Regions from separate parts of the Zea mays genome. Here region 1 is linked to region 2. Evidence: chromatin contacts called from public Hi-C data. All regions are on one chromosome and are shown on one strand. The core of a region is the stretch at or near the end of the contact, and the rest is flanking DNA. Distances in the headings are between cores, read along the strand shown.

Evidence for each region. Hi-C and Micro-C count contacts between places; a contact is called where the count stands out from the background.
Region 1: a contact with region 2 is called in a Hi-C map of ear, with 2.8 times the contacts expected there. The contact joins the promoter of LOC100278581 here to the promoter of LOC103646343 in region 2. A contact is called at or near these places in 4 of 25 Hi-C or Micro-C datasets (ear, endosperm, leaf and 1 more).

Annotation. Positions count from the first base shown.
Region 1 is chr2:42,144,635-42,147,472 of Zm-B73-REFERENCE-NAM-5.0, forward strand. It overlaps LOC100278581, which reads right to left and starts at 1,368. Exons shown (of 4, transcript NM_001165648.1): 1 at 972-1,368; 2 at 613-693; 3 at 173-312. The coding sequence starts at 1,292.
Region 2 is chr2:41,781,462-41,784,309 of Zm-B73-REFERENCE-NAM-5.0, forward strand. LOC103646343 reads left to right here and starts at 1,378. Exons shown (of 5, transcript XM_008671075.4): 1 at 1,378-1,820. The coding sequence starts at 1,469.

The DNA of each region.
Region 1 (2,838 bases), core at 118-2,617, 360 kb after region 2:
CGTTTGAACAGGTTAGTTTGTACTGGCATAGCGGCGAGGTTCCAAAACACACTGCACTTTATAACAGCACATGATATAGCTATCTATTTAGAATCTTGCAAGAAACCTAATCTAGTTTCTGTGTAACATTTTTTAGTTTGTACTTGGGATAGTGCACCTAAAAAGCTATCACCTGTTGATGTACACATATCCCCCCATGAGGCAAGTGCAAAGAAGTCCTACGACGAGCACTGCATCTGGATTGATAGGAGCACGACCTTTCCACCAACCAGTGCTCAGTATCCAAGTGTACATTGTAGAATGCCCATTCTCCTGCAGCAGTATAAGTGTGTAACATGACTCAGTCGGGTAAAATGACACATTCAATCCCAAAGCATCAAAGGGAAAGGTTCATTTGTGATCTGAACAAATTTTACTTCACATGCAGTGCAGAAACATCATGCCAGTTGGATTAGTTGGGTATTTCTAGAACAACTTGGGTCCAACTGTCCAAGATGTCAAGCACACACTTTTAAAGTTGGGACATCAATTCTAAGCTGATACATCCCATGTTCACGAGACATTCCTTGCCGACTTCCGGTTGACAAAAAATCCAAACTACTGAATGCTCACCTCAAACAAGTGATCCAAGAAAAAGTGGGAGAGCGAGCCGGCAGAGATCAGCAAGAAACACTGCCTCTTTCTTAATGGTACCTGCAGCAGCACCAAGCCACCAAGATTAAACAAATCAGGCACGCAACACTAGATTGATACAGAGGCGTCTGGGCTGCGAAGCTACTCAACACTATTCTGCAACAGAGGATTAAGATAACGCGGCATTTGCTAAACTAGAATGGCATTGGCACCAAGTTGCTAGACTCCGAACGCAGCCGTACCGAACAGTAGATTAAAAAAAGTGGGAGGAAGCAAACATAGCAAATCCAACGCGGCGAAAGAAGGATTCATGAGGAATTGGAAATTCCGGCACCCACCCCGGAGGGAGAGTCGAGGACGCCGGCGCGAAGCAGACGGCGGGAGAGCCAGGCGTAGGCCCAGGCGAGCGGGAGGCCGAGGAGGAGCGGGTAGTAGAAGGGGTGGTGCACGGCGGCCATGGCGAGGTCCCCCGCGGCGGAGGCCGAGGGGAGGAAGGAGCAGAGCCACTCGGCGAAGGAGCCGAGGTCCGGGCCGAGGAACGCGTTCGCTGCGTAGACGGCGCAGTGGTGCGGCCCGAAGCGGCGGTCCGGGCCGGCGAGCCGAGACAGCGCCGCACCGCCCGACAGAGCGTACAGCAGGTGCGCTCCTGGCCCCGGCATCCCGCTCCTTGGCCGCTGATGAGCTGGCTCGGTCACCGCCGGCAGACGGAGGCGTGGCGCGCGGTGTGGTGTTTGTTTGGTGGTGGTGGGAGGAGCAGTAGGCGTAGGGCGGCGGACTCGGGACACGATTTTCTGCTTCTCTGGAGGCGGACGACGAGGGTGGGTTCTGGTTTGGTTTTCTTTGCGAGCTTCTCGCCTTCTCCTGTCCGTACTCCGTAGTCGTCTCGCGGTCTCGCCTTCGCGGTTTCCTCTTCTCCCGCTGTCACCGCGAGACGCCCATGTAACGGTTAACGGTCACGTGTTTGGTTGAACAACGACCTGGACTCAACCCTGGTCAGCACTCAGGTTAGCATGTGCTGCAACCTGCAGGTTCTAATGTAACTTGGACCACTAATTGTAGCTGTTAGGATCGCAGGTGGGAACAAAAAGGAGACATAGAGTTTAATATGGAAAGAACTCCTCGAATGTGGAGGAGAAAAAAACCACGGGAAAACAGATCTATTATATGTTGTTCAAGTACAGGATACAAGGGAGACTTATTTATATAGGCAAAGTAGATAAAGATAGGGTCACATGATCTTATCCAACAAGATAGAGATAAGATCACATGATCTTATCCAACAAATATCCCCTTGACGCTAATCTATAAAACTGTTTTCTCAAACACTACTAGGATGCTAAATTTGAATATCAATCAAGTCTAAGGAATCATTAGACTTGGAACTGGAGCACGGCTTCATATCATCAAAATAACCTCTCTTCTGGAACGCAATTGAAACAGCTTCAGCATCAACTGTTGAACATTGCAAGTAATAGAGATTATTCAAACGGTTGCCCTTCAAGATAATACGGTTGCCACGATAAACCTTAAGAACACCATCAATAGCAGCAAAATTGAATCTCATTGCTTCTAAAGTGCTCAAAGAAATAAGATTTCTCTTCAATTTTGGAACAAAACGGACATCGATAAGTTTCTTAATACTGCCATCATGAACTTGGATATAAATAGAGCCGATTCCAATAATCTCACATGTGGATCCATCTCCAATAACATCCTTACCAGCATGAGACTGAACATAATCAGAAAACCAATCTCTATGTGAACAAATATGAAAAGTGCAAGCGGAATCGAGAACCCAAGAAGAGCACTTTTCAACAGAGGCAACAAATACAGTTTCTCCACTATCCAAAGTTTCAACAAAACTGGCTTCAACAGAAGACTTATCCAATTCTTTTTTCTTTCTCTTCTCTTTATTTCTCACCTTAGGGCACTGAGAAATATGATGAGTATTTTTCTGCAATAAGGGCAATAAAGGTTGGATTAATGATTTCCAGATCCTTGAACAATTAAACCTTCACCTTTGGGTTCAGAACGAGAATCAACATCAAATTTTTCTTTGGACAATAAATTTGACTTAACATTCTCAAAGGACAGTGAAGTATGATTACCATAAAACATAATTTCTTTAAAATGCTTAAAAGAAGGGGCAATGAGACTACCAACAAAATTGTCTTATCTTCATCATCTATCTTCACATCAAGGCTC
Region 2 (2,848 bases), core at 128-2,627:
GTAACGACTCTTCTATCCACGATGCAATGGCCTATTGGTAGGCAACAAGCGGGGGAGTTACACGTTTCGCACGTGACGTACGGTCCACAAAACTGACATTTTAGAGGAGTAGAGATATGTAAAGGATCAAGAATGATTTTACTCGATACAATTTTACTCAATACACGATGCACGAACCATTCTATTGCCATCAGACCTGTGCTGTCAATATGTAAGCTCTTTTATAAGTTGACAATTCAAGAGCAATATGTTTGGCATGTAGTATATATAGCACAATCCCAAATAAATAAATAAAGGACTTGTATATGGGGCAGCTGGCAATAGCCTTTTCTTTATAAACAACACGAGCATGGTTGGCACAGTACTTCAATGCTTCCCAGCCGTCTCCTCCTTCCGGCGGCCGCCGGGTTTGTTTGGTGGCCCGGTGGTTTGTACAGAAACGACATCTTGCACGCACACCCCCGCAATTACTGCTACCAGCGCCAGCCAGCACGTACTTTCCAGGTCTATCTCATCCAGTGATTCTGCTGAAGATAGAGTATCGATATCGATTTACTACTGTAACAGATTTTGCTCCCGGCCGCGGTACAGCAGCACATGAACGGAAGAACACTGAGCATAAAGATTTCCATGTCCAGAATATATTAACGTTCCGGTACAGTGTAGTACGGTACTATCATGCAGCCCCATGCATCGAGTAAAAGACTTGAACTTTTCTAATGTCCATTTGACCTACGGAAATACATCTCTTTTCCCAGTAAACCTGCTTATGTGTGGAGAGAATTAAAGTAAACCTGCTTGTCAAGTGAATTTGAAAAAATAGAGATCGCGTCCAAAGAAGAGATTTTGTTTCGTATAGTATTCTATTAAAGTACACCTGGCTAATATATGCTTCATTCTACATACATAGTGACGCAACTCACCTATAGAATACAGGGTAGTAATAATAAGTATTATATATTGCCTCTCCGTCTTTAAAATAAATGCGCAAATCACCTACAGAAGAGTTCTAGATTTTATAGTAAATTTATTTAGGGATATAAATATCAATGACATCTCTTATATAGTACTACTAGCTAGACTTAAAGAACATTTGATTTCTTATTCGACGAGATTCAGTCTTATTTGGGATCGAGGATGTGTACGTATCAAGGAAAAAATCCAGTGAACGCTACACACGACAGATTCTTTTCTAATAAATGCATGTATGTGCGAGAGTACACCAATAGTATATCATTTGTTGTGCTGCTGACATTTTACGGCACGAAATACTGTGTTACAATTTTAAAAAAAATCCCGGTACAAAGTAAAAGAACAACTCAAACATGACTAGAGCATTTATACGAATCCCACCTCAAAACAAGCAGAATGCCACACGAGCCTACCCAGTCAACTGCCGCGCCAAAAAAGAAAACATTTCTGGACTGCGTAGCAAAGTCGACACCTGCACTAGGACTAGGGGAAAAAAATGCAGGCCCTCCTTCTCGAAGCTATAATCAATCCAAGGGTTCGGTTCGTGCAGCTCCTTCGAGGGTCCGATTCGCAAAAGGGCCCCCCTCCCCCCCACAGCGCATCAAATTTATTGCACTGCTCTGCTGCCTCTCATGAATGGCGTTTATTTAAGTCTCCACCCTCCGCCCCGGGGAACTCTTTTCTGTGTATCGCGGAATTTTTTGGGTTCTCGGGCTCCGCCGCGATCCCATCCCCATCCCCGCCTTGCCGTTGCCGTTGCCGGCCCCCCCGGTTCTCCCGGAGCTTTCTTTCTGGCCGGCGCAGTAGAGAAGCAAGACAGAATTGCGGCGGCGCCTGCCCGCGCAAAGGTCAGAGCTCCTCCGATCCTCCGCTCCGTCTCCTGTTCTCTGTCTTCTTTCTTGTGGATTGTGGTGCTGTGCTCCGTCGCCCAAGGCTGCACTCGTTCTGCGTGCGAGTGAGGAGTGGGGGAGACTTTTTCTCTTGGGCTTGTTCACCTTCCCATGTTACCCGCTTTTTTGTGTGTTTTGCTCTGTTATTGTTTCTTCAGAAGCTCTGATCTGAAGAGCTGGTAGATGAGTGGTAGAACCGCAGAAGAAGTAGCATTCGACATGCGTGTTTCATGATTCTGGTTTGGAGGCGCATCGTTCTTGTTACGACAAAAAAGAGGGGAAACAGAGTCTTTCATCCAAACCTTTCCTCTTGTTTGGTGTGTTGTCCATGCCTGCACTTGCACTGCACGTAGTTACTGCACTGGGCCGCACGGCCTGATGCGGCGCAGTTAAAGCCACGCCATCAGAGTCCGGAGCTGGGGAGTGGTGGATGAATCGGTGCGCGGTTGGTGGTTTCGCTCATGTTTCCCTGTCCGTCGTCCTCCTTGCTTGCCTGGTTCTTTCCGTGGGGGGAAAGGAAGAAATCAGGCGTGCTTTGTCCTGTGATCCAACCACGTCTCTGTCTCCCTTTGCTTCCTATGGTATGGTACCGTACCGCTGCTTTGTTCCTTTCTCTGTTCCTGCCGCTATGCCTGACCGTCTCTGCATCGTCGCGTATAAAAAAAAACTGTTCGCTTTAGTATACGTATTAAAAGCCAAAGGAACAGTCTGTTAGCTGTATGCGTGAGTCTTCCTGGAAAGGCTTGATTTTTGGTGTGTCCAATCCAAATGCGACGGAGTTGTTGGTCACGGGCAGGTCGTTGCCTCCTCTGCTTTCGCTCTTCAGAGTTTGTGTTTTCTTTAGCGCTCTGTGTTCGCGACATGGTTTCGTCTTTCGATTTCTTTTTCATCCTTCTTTTTTTTTGGGTGTCTCTGAAAGGGTGTAAAGTGTCTGGTTCTATCAGGACGCTGCGAGACTTTTCCTCCCATGGGAATCTAGCTTACGC